Linked DNA regions of Cricetulus griseus: region 2 is linked to region 1. The links are chromatin contacts, called in public Hi-C maps. All regions are on one chromosome and are shown on one strand. The core of a region is the stretch at or near the end of the contact, and the rest is flanking DNA. Distances in the headings are between cores, read along the strand shown. Region 1 holds the start of Atp5f1e (ATP synthase subunit epsilon, mitochondrial). Region 2 holds the start of Gnas (GNAS complex locus).

Region 1 (6,659 bases), core at 2,708-5,207:
CCGAGGATGTCTTTTCTTACAAATGAAATATGAATGAGTGTGTGCTATCAAAAGTCAGTGCGTGGCTGGGCAGAGTAGTATATATACCTGTAATCCAGCTGCTTCGAAGGCTGGGCAGGAGAGTCACAGGTTCAAAGCCAACTTAGACTACAGATTGCATTCAAGGCCATATGGGGCAACATGGGGAGAGGCTCCCTTATTTCATGCATACATAGTTTGTTTGGTTTCTTGGTTTTGGTTTTGGTTTTTGGTTTTTTTGAGACAGCCCTGTCTGTCCTGGAACTCGCTTTGTAGACTAGGCTGGCCTGAACGCAAGAGCTCCGTGTACCTCTACTTCCCGATTGCCACCACCTCCCATTTTATTTATTTATTTTGAAGGCTAAGGGCATGATAGAGCACTTGCCTAGTGTGGTTGTGGCCTTAAGTCCAATTCCCTAGCGTCACAAAGTTAAAAAATAAAAATAAATACATAAGTAAAGGGGAAAAGGTGCTCTATACTCCTAACCCTGAATTTCCTAAATCATTTTCTTTCTTTACATTTAGAGTATAGAGGAGGGACATACCCAGGAAACCATTAGGACAGCTTGCCATGGGAGTTGGCGCTTCCTATGAGGGGATAGAGCTCAGGTTGTCATGCTTAGGGGAAACACCTTTCTTTACCTGTGGAGCCACCTCCCTGCCCAAATAAAAGTTTGGTGAAATTTAAGTATAAATTTAAATTATAGTTACCCAGTAATGTCAAGATGGTTTAAGTTTTTTGTTTTGTGTGTTTAGCAAATAAGATTTGGGGCTGTGTCTTGGTTTCCAAAGTGGCCTGACTTTTTCCTTACCCTGTAGATCTCATTTACAAATATGGTCTCAGTAGACGAGAGGCTCACATACAAGCCGCACCCCCAGGACCCAGAGAAGTAAGTAAAGCCTGATGGTGTCCTCACTGGGTGAGGCATTGTGTTTCTTGGTGGGCTGCTCTTTGCAAATCAAACATGTGTCATCTAAAGCTGTGGGTTATTTTGCCAGAACTGTCTTGACCCAGGAAGCCATCATCACCGTGAAAGGGGTCAGCCTCAGCAGCTACCTTGAAGGACTCATGGCAAGCACCATATCTTCCAATGCTAACAAAGTAAGTGGGTGGGCACATCTCCTCATCGCTCACTGTCCCAGGTTTACTGCCTGAATGTAGCTGTCTCCAAAGCTGACGGGGCCATTCTATAGGGAGAGGCAGAACAGTAGGTATCCATTTGGGTGGGCTGTGCACATGCCAGCATTACTAGCAGCTCAGGGCCCATTGTAGTAGACATACTTGGATGACAACAGCCCTGTGTATGCTAACCAATAGTTAGCATAACAACAAATAGTGCTGTTCCTCAGCAGTATTTTGTTATGCCCATCAGTTTTAGACATTTTTACTTCTGGTTTCCGTCATGAAACTATTTGATGAATGTGTCACATGTGTGTCTGGATACTCCTTTGGGAATCACTCCCATGTTAAAACAGTAAGTTTAGGGGGAAAGGTACCTAACACATTTCTTTAACACATTTCATCAAGTCATTCAAGGCAGTCTCGAGATAATGCAGGCAGCAAGACAAATGTGCTTTGCTCTCCTAGGCCTCAGGAAGGCAGCCTTAATCACACAGCACTCCCCTGGGAAAGGAAAAGTAAAGGCAGGCGTGAGGGTTTAATGAGTGTTTGGTAACTGATGTTTGTGCCAAGTGCTGAGAGAGACGGAGTTGGTGCCAGCAGTATCCAGGAAGAACATGGGGTGTGGGGGTGGGGTGGGAGTGGGGAGGAGCATGTGCAAAGACCCTTAGACAGGAAGCATGAAGTGTCCTCTTCATTCCTCAAACTCTAGAGCCCCGGGAAGGAAGGGGTGCATGGTCAAGGACCAGATCCTGGGTGTGTGCATGATTGATTTACACCGATGATTCAGGAGGAAAGGGGGTTTCACCATTCTAATCACACAGTCAACAAGACACCCTGCCACTCAGCTGTACCTCCTTCTAGAACATCTTCTGCATACAAAATAAAAATTGGCTTCTGGATCAAGCCAATTGCTCAAGGCATTTGGTATTTGGTAAATAATGACTGAGAAGAAAAAGAAAACAGGGACAAGCGATCTGTCCCTGAGGTTTAGTTAGCCTCTAACACCCCCTCTTATTCTGGCTGCCATTTCCTTTATGTACACACTTGCTCCCAGTAACAATAAATGTATTGCACTTTTTAAGGGCCGAGAAGCAATGGAATGGGTGATCCATAAACTGAACGCTGAGATTGAAGACTTGGCAGCATCAGCAAGAGGAAGCATACGGACGCCGATGGCAGCCGCGGCAGCCTTGGTGGAAAAATGACAGTGGAGATGGGTGTGCAGCTTCAGGGCCCCAGGACTCTCCAAGCTGACATCATATTTATTTGTTATTTAAAAGATACGGCTATTTTAGGTAGAGTTTATTATTTCTTTTTTTTAATGAGCTGGGGTAAGGCTGTGACTTTTGATCAAAGCAAAAGATGGAGAGTTTCTAAATCAAAGTGATTGTCTGAGGTGGAAGGGCTTGAGGGAGCTGACTGGAGAGTCTTGTGTTCGTGTGAACAATTCATGGGTTTGTTTGTTTTTTGTTTAAGTACTTAGAAGAAATCGATGTTGACCTCAAGTCTCCTTAGGTAGAATCTTAGAGCCTGTCAGGGACTGGAACAGTATCTGGGTATGGACCAACCAGAAGAAAGGCCGGCCGCCCTCAAGTCCACACAGTTGCCCGCTGCTGTGAACTGGAACCACCTGCCCGAGGAACTCACTTTAAAAAAAGAAACTGTATAATTTCAAATGCCATTAATTTGTATAAAATAACTTGCCCTCTTGGAAACCAGTGTTTGGATTTGGTACTTAAATGATATTTTTGGAGTGCAAATTAGCACTAAGGTGATATATGACTCCAGCAAAAAAAAAAAAAAAAAAAAAAAAGTATTTTATTGTATTAACGGGTACTGTATTAATTTGCCAAAGTTTTGTGACTTAGTAAAGGCATTCCCTTCCTTGAATTTGTACTTTGTGATTTCGCATGCTGTACTGTGGGCTGGTTATGTTAACTGAAAAATAAAGTCATTACCTGAGTGTCGTATCACTCTTAAACAGAACACTGAGACAGAAGAGCGGCTGTTACATCTCATAGCATTTCACATTTACTTATAAATTGCCACATGTCAAAATCATGGCTTTGCAATTGCTAGGGCATGATAAGTCGAGTTATTTGAATATAATTACATTTGGAGGTAATTATGACCACAAAACATCTTTCATGTGAAGAGCTGTCTATCATTTGAGGCGACTCAGATGTCATCACCTAGATCCTGGTCCTTTCATCTTTCCAGCGGGGTGTTGGGTGAGAAGCACAGGGGGTGGGAGGGAACACCAGAGAACACCACAGGCTGTGGGGGGCACTAATGGTCTTTGCTGTGGTGCCTGTGTCGGGGTGGTTGGTTTTCTCGGAGGCAGTGAACCGGCAAACAGCACCACAGAGCCCTCTAAGCGGCGCTGGGATGCTGGCTTAGGACCCCTCTGGACGTTTGTAAGGACAGGTGACCTCTAAAGGCATGTTTTAGATGTCAGGAGGACACTACTAGGTGTCAGCGGTGTGTCGCACGCCCGCAGGGATGGCTACGCTGAAGCTCCAGTTGAGCATCATGCGCATCTTCACTTTGCAGCACGGCTGTCCTCGGTGGCTGTCCACAGCACCGCACAGCCAGCAGCGTCAGGGGCCCTCCGTCCCGCCCCGTGCATCCCTGCCTGCCGATTGGCTGTCCTGACTGCCAGTCCCCGGGGGCCACGCCCCCTGCCGCAGCACCTGGGAAGGTGACCGGGAGGCCGCGGCCTCACTTTCCCAGGTGTCCACGCGCCCGCGGCTTCCGGAAGCCGCTCGGCCAATGGGAGGGCGAGGCCGGCGCCCCGATTGGCTCCGGGCCGTGACTGACGGGTCCGCGCGTCCCGCCCCTTCCGCTACTCCCGAGGCCTGACCTTCCCGCGGCCGGTCCCGGCTGAGGCGACTCTGAAAGCCCCCCCAGCGGTCCTGCCCGACGCGCCGCGCTCGCGACACCATGGTGGCGTACTGGCGGCAGGCCGGACTCAGGTATTCCCGGGCGGGCGGCGCTGGGGAGGCCGGACGGCCAGCCCCGCGCGCGACGGCCAAGCCACGCGGCGGCCCGCCAAGATGGCGTCGCCGTGGACAAGGCTCTCCGCGGGGTCAGGGGTCACGGGCGCCAAGCAGAGGTGGTCGCCACGAGGGCCGAGTGCACGGCACCCCCGGGCTGGGCGGGCTCCCCTCCCCTGCACAGAGGCCGGCGGGGGCCACCGTGACCTTCCCCGAGTCAGAGGCCTGGGGCCTGACAGAGGTCAGGCGAGCTTTGGTGGAGGGAAACGGTGTGGGCCCAGGTCAGGTCACCTCCCGTCCTCCTCCCAGCCCCCGCAGGCCGGGTCTCAAGTTTATTCTGCTGCTTTGCAGGTGCATAAGGAAAAGTTAAACCCCTGGCTCCCCGAGTGCCAGCCCCCCACCTCAATCCTAAAGCAGGAGAAACAGCCACCACCCATCCCTGATTTCAGAAGGTGTGAAAAGTGACATCTTTTGGAATCAGGTGTTGACAGACCAATGTCTACCAGACAGGAAGCTGGCTGGCTGGCCTGAGCCCCCTTGGCTGTACTTGATGCTCTCTGAGAACTTTTAGTTCAGTTTGGAATCCTTGTTAGGTATTGACAGACAAAAGGCAAAAGTCTAATGTTTTCAGGACCGCCTTTAGATACTTGGCCTTACAAAGCACTGTTTTAATTCAGAAGTTTCATATATGTTTATACACACACACACACATATGTACATGTATGCTGTAAGAATAGTGGAATAATGTAATTAAAACATACAGAAATGAGCTGGGGAATCAATCATGTGGGAGCGGGGTTCACACAATGCTCTATTTCCTACACTGGGTTTTTTTTGTTTTTTGTTTGTTTGTTTGTTTTAACCCTTCATTTTAAATTAATCTGAAAAGGTACGACCTCTCAGTAAAATACCAGCTAACCTGGGGTCACATTTCTCATTGTCCCCTTTGTATCATTAGTTTTGGTATTGTCCAGTTTTCAATCCAATTTTGCCATTGTGAGTAACCAAAATTAATAGTAAGGGAAGAAAACCAAGATGTCCCACACAGTGACACCACCGTGTCACTGTTGGTAACCAGGCTTTCATCCTCTCTCACTTTGCCAGCTATATCCGGTTCTCCCAGATCTGTGCGAAGGCAGTGAGGGATGCCCTGAAGACCGAGTTCAAGGCCAACGCTGAGAAGACTTCTGGGAGCAGCATAAAGATCGTGAAGGTGAAGAAGGAGTAGTCGGTGAGTCTCTGGTTTGTTGGGGTCACCTCTTCAAGTTTTTAGAGCTTACCACAGCTCACTCTAGTGTGACACTGCCTCTCGGTTAGTTGGTGGCTGTGGACCCTGGTTAGTGCGGCAGTGATTTAGAGTGCGCTGGTCTTAGACATCTGCTGGCATGATGAAAGATGGCCCTGTGCAGGGCTGACAAGCAGAATAATTGGCACATTGATTTTCAGTGCAGTTAGCAACCCTCAGATAGAAAGCCATCTCATTTTAATTAAACCTGGTTCATCTGTCTGCACAAAATCAAATAATTGGGAGGAGAAGCTCCCCTTTCATAATTGCTATTGGAGTTATGTAACGGGTCTTGAGCATGAAAAGTGGCGGTTCCTTGCATGTTCCTCCCCCATAGCTGCTGGTACCCTCACACATAGCTTCTTCCTGAACATACGGGCACACCTGCAGGTGGGGGCTTGCTGTTTTATCAAGCAAGAAGGGCTGCCAGCCCTAGGTGAGCCCTGTTGGGAACATAAAGTTGCAATCTTGTGCTGTGGCGGGGAGTTCAGACTGCAGTTCTCCAGACTGATTTGATCTCCCAGCTACTTTACTTACATTGTCATTTCAGAGATAAGCGTGGCACATTATCAGAGAGATGTTCTTCATATTTCTTTTGCTTCTGCAAGGTGTCTGTCCAGCACTCGTGCTCCAAGGCCTGTGCTGTGAGCAATTTGCCTGATTGAGACTCTCCCCCCTAAGTAATTTTCATTTTCATCTTGAATTTAGCAAATAAGTTTATTACAAACCAGGGAGTACAGTGTTTGAGTTGAACCCCTTTTCTTGGGTCTTTCTAATCGCAGAATTTGGGCATATAAAACCTCTTTATGTTGGGCTGTTGGTTGTCCACAGTGAGCTGAGTGAGAACATCTCACCCTCTTGCAGTCACACTGTGCCCATCTGTGACTGACTCCTCTGGTTTTGTCAGAGCCTTGGACTCAACGAGGCATGTCCGGCTCCTACAAACAAAGTATGGCCCCTATTTAATGTCTTGCAACATGCCAGTCTGCTGGCATGGGGGCAGAGGGCTATAGGACAAAGCTGTTCCTGTCACGGTAGAAGTGATTTACTCAAGGACGTGCCTGTTGCAGGCTGTGTGCTCACAGGCAGCCCAGGCTTATGATTGCTGATGCAAGTAGGTTCTCTTGTTCATGGTGGACATGAAGAAGACACAGCAAACTAGAAACTGTTGCATTTTCTTTTTTCTTCCTAGACCCTGACTGAAGCATGAACTGCTGAGCCTTGAAGGTGAAGATGG
Region 2 (6,659 bases), core at 2,184-4,683, 130 kb after region 1:
CTGCCGTCTAGCAAGCTTCAATTCCCCCCCCCAACTGGTGTTACAATGTATTCACTGATTCACTCCTTTTCTCTGCAAAAAGAATCTTTCTAAAGATACTTTTTTTCTGGATACAACAACCATGTTGCAGAGGGAAATGGAAGGCCATCAATTATCTGCCAGTAGCAAGGGGGCAAAAGCCAAAAAGGAAAAAAAAGAATAACCAAACAAACAAAAGAGCAAAAAAACAAAACAATTTAATATCAAACATGGCACTTGAGACCTTATTAGCATCAGGCAACATGCAGCATCAACAGTAAAGAATTAAAAAAAAAAAGAACAGGATGATGACTTTAATTATATTCACAAATATTCCTGAAAACCCCTACATTGGAAGACTCTAGGCTTTTCCCAACTAAAAGAGTAAAAGGCAGCACAAGCCTCCACTCTAAATCACCTTTCATTTGTTTTTTAAAAACAGTTTACAGACCCCCCTCCCGACCACACCCCATCGCCGCCACCGCCCCATTTCCATCAAGACAGAGCTAGCTCATCTGCACTATTTTTTGCAAAAATACTCCCCCCTCTTCCCACATAAATCTGAAGGGTTTTAAAAATCTTTTTCTTTTAAAATATACTTTTGTTTTGGTACTCAGATCACAAAGCATTCCTCCCCCTTTTACCTTTCCTCAAGGCTATAATCAATATCTGTAAAAGTTAAAATTGGTTTCCACAGACGAATTGATTTCAAAGCAAACACCATCCTAATGAGCAAAACTCACATAAATTAAGTTTAAAGGGCACTATTGGGGGGGTTCCCATGAAGGGAACACAGAGCACTAGTCGGGGTCTTCAGTGTTCTAATCTTAGCAATGTCAAAAGTTCTGACAGCTGTTTTTTATAGACAGCATTAAACCCGTGCCTCAGTTTCCACGTTTGTGAGAATAGAAAATTGGGCTGAAAATAACTGTAAAGGGTTCTCATGGTTCTGTAATTAACTTAATTTACATGGCAAAAGTTAAAATGGGCTCAAGAAAAGGGGGTTGGGGAATTCAGTTTCCTTTGTGGGGAATTATTTCATTTTAAGGAATGTAAAATATTGCCAATGGCCAGGGCAACAGATTTCTATGCCAAAGGTCATCAGTTAATTGTGGCACAATGCAGCCATGTAGACTAGGAGACTTGAGAAGAGGCAGGGTGGGTCAGAACAATAGTCTCAAATGAGTGGGGTCACTTGAAATCACTGTAAAGACACAAGAAAAAAGGTGTTAGAAATTTAATGTGTCATTAACATCACCCTGGAGTTAAATCAGTAGTCACATCAGTAAGGATACAACATATAGAAGACTCTAGACTTTTTCCAGGTGTGTACTTTGAAGTCAAAGTGTTGTAGCATATTAATATTTACAGCCTAATTATGCCTTTAGAAGTTTTAGACTCCACATTTATATCCTCTAATTACTAAAACTGCAAATGATCAACACCAAGGAGAGTTATTTTCACTTATTAATAATTTTCTGCTTTACTAAATCTGGCCCAGGGAGAACAAAGACTTGACCCCATCCAAAAAGATCAAACCGAACGGCACCACAAATAACAACAGCCTCCTACATTTTATTTTTTGATAATTAAACTATTTTGTTGAAATGTGACCATCCATGCTCCCAGCATATTCACAAATTTATCCAGATAGCCAAAATACCAAGAAGTGGAAAGCTTCCATTCTAATTAATGGTGTGTAATGTTTTCGTGGTCATCTCAACAATTTTGTGAGTGTGTGTGTGTGAGCCTGTGTGCTTGTTGACCCCCACCCCACCCAGCACCTCAAAAGAAAAAAGGGAGTTTGGGGATCCCACTCCCTCCTTCTCTCTCTTCCTCTTTCTTTCTTTCTTTCTTTCTTTCTTTCTCTCTTTCTTTCTTTCTTTCTTTCCTTCTTTCTTTCTTGCCAAGGAGGAAAACCCGCAGTGAAAAAAAGAGAAGAAAAACCAAACAACCAAATGTCACTTGACAAACAACTAATTAATGTCTTGTCATCAGCTTCCACCCAGGAAAGTCTTCCCAGAGCGCTTATCCCCCCCACCTTGAAAAGGACAAAAAATTTTAAAACGCCATTTCGAAACCAAGAAGCCATTTACAGACAAATGTCATTTTCCAGTTTATCTTATTTGTGAGTCTTTTAAAAATACGTTTTTATTTTATTTTTCACTTTTGTGTTTTCACTCTGAAGGAGGCCCACTAACAGGAAAATGTGTGTGTTAATTGCTTGTTACATGGGTGGGGGCACAGCTGGGGCGGGGGGGGGGCAGCTGCTACCATTTAGTGAATCTTCTTTGCTTTTCAAAAACCCTGCAAGTCTAGAAGGGGGAAAAAGGTCACACTGTAAAATGACGTGTCATTTGGCTTCACTGGGCACTCTGCGTACTATTTTTTTTTTTTTTGTATTTTTATTTTTTGGTGTTTTTTTTTTATTTGATTCTTCTTCTCTTCCTTCCACGGCCTGGCCTGGCCCAGGACACGTCTGCTCCGCACACAGTCAGTCCTGCCCGAATCGCCCCGAGTCGCGCCCAGAGTCCGCCACGCTCCCTCCTCCCTCGCCCCCCCCACTTCGGCGCCACGACTCGCCCGCGCCCCCTCCCCCCCTCTGCACCACCTTTACCGCCCTGTCCTTTCCTAGGGGCTGATGTCACTCGCCCCCCCACTCCAGGCAGCCACTTCCCTCGCCAAAGCCTCCCTGGCCGAGGCCCCCGAGTCCCCCTGTTGCCCTTGCCTCTCTCTCTGGACCCCCTCCCGACAAAGAGCGCTCCCCAGCAAGGCGGGTCCCCCTTCTTGGGCCCGCCAGCCCGTTTCCTGTCCCTGGCCCTACTCTGTCGCAGTCAGAGGGGCCCCGTGGGCCTCCCCTCCCCCTCCAACACGCACCCCGGCCCCTGGCACCGTGTAGGCCTCGCGCCTACCAGGAGCCAGGGGTGGGGGGGTGAGGACAGCTAAGGGGACGAGACTGAGCGAGGGGGACCCACGCCCTGTTTGCAGCCCCCGCCCGGCCGAATTTCGCCCAGGGGTCCCCCTGACGGCCTCGCCCCCCGCACACACACCGCCCAGCGGGCCAAAGGGCCCGGGAAAGAGCGCCAGAGCGCTAGGGCGAGGGGCGGGCTCGGCGCGCGCGGCCTTGCGGGTGCCCTGCGGGGCTCCCAGGCCGGGCCGGCGCCCCCCGCCCCGCCCTTACCCAGCAGCAGCAGGCGGTGCGTGGCCCGGTAGACCTGCTTGTCCTTCTGCAGCTGCTTCTCGATCTTTTTGTTGGCCTCGCGCTGCGCCTTCTCCTCGTTGCGCTGGTCCTCGGTCTTACTGTTGCCGAGGCAGCCCATGGCGGCGACGGGGCGCGGCCGGGCTACGGGGCGGCGGGGACGGGGCGGGCGGCCTCAGGCGGGCCGGGAAAGCGGGGAACACGGGGAGGGTGGCGGCTCGGACTAAGGCAAGCGCGCGGCTCTCCGCTCCTCGCTCCGGGGCCGAAGCGGAGCAGAGCAGGAGCCGCGGGAGCTGCTGCCGCCGCCGCCGCCGCCGCCGCTCTTATTGCCTCGGCCCGGGCCCGACGCCCCGACCCAAAAGCGCCACGGCGGGCGGGGGGAGCGGGGGGGAGGCGGAGGCGACCGCGGCGAAGGGGGTGGAAAGAGGAGGAGGAGGAGGAGGGCCGCGGCTCGGAGGGCGGGGCGGGCGCAGGGAGGCGGTGCCCGGAGGCCGGGCCGGGTCCCTGCACCCACCTTCAGCCCGGGCCGGGATGCACAGTGGGGTCGCCTCCTCACCCCACCCGCGGCTTGGGGCCGGGGCCTGGCCGCGCGGCGGGGGGAGAGGGGGCGGCCCCGCGGTGGTGACGACCCCTCACACGATGCCAGCGCTCCACCCCCGGGCCGGGCGGCCCGGATCCCCCTCCTCCTGCTGCAGGGCGGGCGGGCGCCGCCAAGGGGCCGGGGTGGGCGGAAAGGGAGGGAGCGCGGGCCTGGACTTAGGAAAATTTCGAAAAGGAGAGAGAGAGACACTGAGAGAGCCAGAGAGCAGGGAGTGTGGAAAAAAGCAAGGAGAGCACGAAGCCAAGGACAAAGCAACCGAAAAGGAAAATGTGTCCACACACAAGCACTAATAAAGACCCACACTACACGGCAATGGTGGTGGTGGTGGAAGTGGTGGTGGTGGTGGTGGTGGTGGTGGTGGTGGTGGTGGTGGTCGATGTCGATGTCGATGTGGATGACGATGGTGATGATGGGGGTGGGGGGTCTGACTAGATGAGCCGCTCGTCGCGCCCCCGGCGCCCGGTGCCCCTGGCCCGGGATCGCCCACGGCCTCTGCCTCCGCGCTTGGTGCGGCCACTCAGGAAGGAGAAGAAGGCGCAGCCCAGGAACACTCGGAAGCAGCAGGTCGCCCCGAACACGAAGCCACAGCCACGGCCCTGATCTGTGCGGCGCTGCAGCAGGAAGTTGAGCACCCACGAGGGGCTTCGCACGGAGAACACCAGGAACACCACGAGGGGCATGTGCACGCTGACTACTCCAGCCTTCTCAGGCCCGGGCCGCCACACGACGCCTCCAACTCGAGGAGGCGCATAGTAGGCATCTTCTTCGCCCGAGTCAGTGTCCCACTCGGCCCAGGCCCTACTCACGCCCCCGCCGACGGCGCCCCCTCCGCGCCGCGGCGCCCGCCGCGGCGCCCCCGTCTGCGCCTGCGGTGGCGGCGGCGGCGGCGACCTTTGGGCCTCGGAACTGCACCTGGGGTTCTGGCACATTCTTCTTCTTCTTCTTCAACATCTTCTCGATCTTCTTCCTCTCCTTCTCTCTCTTCTTCTCCTCTTTTTTCTTCTGCTCTAGCAACTTCTTCTCTAGCTTCTTTCGCTCTTTGTCGGTTAGCAACTTTTCGGGCGGCACATCGCGCACGGCGTTCACGCGGATCTTGACGGACTTGGGGGGCTTCTCGGGGACCTTGTTCTTCTGCGAAGCGAGCGGCTCTGCCAGCGCCGCAGCCGCCACGGCAGCTTCGGCAGCCACTTCGGCGGCAGCCGCGGCTGTCTTCCTCTCTCTCTGGGCCGCTCGGGCTCTCAGCTTCATGGCCATCTTCAGCATGGTGACCGGACCACCTCGGGGAGCTGGGCTCGCGCCTGGCCCGGGCGGTCTGCTTTGCCCCGGCCTCGGGCTTCGCGGCTCCTGTGCGCCCCGTGTCGTGGGGCTCCGTTGCAGTCTCCGCTGTGCTGTCCTGGGGCCACCGAGTCCGGCTTCCCCGGGCTTCGACCGTAGGGGGCTGCTGAGCTGGCTGCCTAAGAGTTAGCGTCAAATAGGATGAGCAAACGAAAAAGGGGGCGAGAACACACCAAAAAGCACCCAACAACAGGGAGAAAACAAAAAGCACCAAGAAATGCCCAACAACACACAAAGGGAAAAAAAAATAAAGAAAATAAAAACAACACGAGAAAAAGAAAAGTGGAAAGGTGCAAATGACAACAGTTTGCTGTTACCCTTAGGCGCTCCTTGGGTTAGCTCTTGGGGACGCCAATGGAGAGGAGAAAAGAGAGAAGAGAGAGAATTGGAGGATGCCCGGGAGGCGCGAGGCAGGACAGCGGCGCCAGACGCCCCTGCCCTGTCCCGGCTCTTGCCCGGTGGCTCTTGCCCGTGCCAGGCACCTCGCACTTGGGCGGGAAGCCCCCGCGCTCCCCGACTTACATGTGAGTGAGATGCACTCACACGCAAGGCAGTGCCTGCCTCTCTGCCCGCCGCCGCCCCGAGCTGGGACAAGGGTTCGCTCCAGCCGGTGCTGCAGCTCCAAGCCCGAGAGCAGGGAGCCGGCGAGCGCCGCTGGGCCAGCCACTTGACACAGCCCGCTCCGCGGTGCCGACGCGACTGACTGTCCCCGCTGTGGAGCGGGTTTTTCTAACCAGCCTGATGACGCCCCAGCCACTTCAGAGGACGAACCCATAAGCAATCGCCCCTATAAACCGAAGGGGAAGCGCGAAAAATCGGCCCACCGGGGACGCGTCCAAATGGACTGCGCCGCAGGCGGGGGTCAAGGGCGGGTGCGACGGTACCTTTGGTGTGGGTAGGGGGCGTGGAGAGCAATCTGGTGGAGGGCACGGGTGCCCCCAAGACGGTGGGCACCCGACCCCGCCTCCCAGATATGCCTCCCGATTTTCAGTACAGTGGTGTAGCCCTGGGCAGCGTGAAAAGTATGCGACGAGGACGACGACGCTTACCCATGCTATGCGCCTCCTTACCTCAGCTTCCCAGATAGCGCACGCGGCGACGGCGGCCCACCCCTCCCACCCTGTGGCGCGTGCCCGTGGAGGTAGATGGCGACGAGCTAATTAGTCGCGATGCCCCACACGGGGTTCGGATCTCCTCACAAGCATTTACACAGCTAGCATGAATAGAAGACGCAGTCGGCACTAATCAGGCGAGGCCACAGCCGAGGAGAAGAGCCATGGCGGTGTTGGATGGAGATGGAGCACGCGGAGTCCTCCTAGGTGGGAGAGGCGGTAGCCATGTGGGGCTCTAGAATAAAGGGAAAAAAAAAATACTTTACTGAACATGAACTTTTTGGAGAATCGTTTCAAAACTCACAAGTGTCCCGCCCCACTCCCTGGCCCCCAGGCTTTGACATGGTAGGCAGCACCGGCTAAGTGAAAGGGCAGTTTTGAGCCACCTTCCTCG

What was found. A called contact is a pair of places that touch in the nucleus more often than the background predicts.
Region 2: a contact with region 1 is called in a Hi-C map of fibroblasts, with 2.1 times the contacts expected there. The contact joins the promoter of Gnas here to the promoter of Atp5f1e in region 1. A contact is called at or near these places in 5 of 8 Hi-C or Micro-C datasets (the CHL-YN cell line, the CHO-K1 cell line, fibroblasts and 1 more).

The regions. Positions count from the first base shown.
Region 1 is chr6:4,611,139-4,617,797 of CriGri-PICRH-1.0, forward strand. It overlaps Atp5f1e (ATP synthase subunit epsilon, mitochondrial), which reads left to right and starts at 3,958. Exons shown (of 3, transcript XM_027419855.2): 1 at 3,958-4,116; 2 at 5,242-5,368; 3 at 6,615-6,659. The coding sequence starts at 4,085. The coding sequence ends at 5,365. It overlaps Prelid3b (PRELI domain containing 3B), which reads left to right. Exons shown (of 6, transcript NM_001246785.1): 4 at 838-908; 5 at 1,018-1,120; 6 at 2,224-2,861. The coding sequence ends at 2,346.
Region 2 is chr6:4,740,492-4,747,150 of CriGri-PICRH-1.0, forward strand. Gnas (GNAS complex locus) reads right to left here and starts at 3,434. Exons shown (of 12, transcript NM_001244053.1): 1 at 3,200-3,434. The coding sequence starts at 3,338. It overlaps LOC113831188 (translation initiation factor IF-2-like), which reads right to left and starts at 6,206. Exons shown (of 4, transcript XM_035446568.1): 1 at 6,203-6,206; 2 at 5,925-6,069; 3 at 5,471-5,865; 4 at 4,591-5,272. The coding sequence starts at 6,206. The coding sequence ends at 4,617. It overlaps LOC113831164 (a long non-coding RNA gene), which reads left to right and starts at 6,235. Exons shown (of 10, transcript XR_004770579.1): 1 at 6,235-6,659.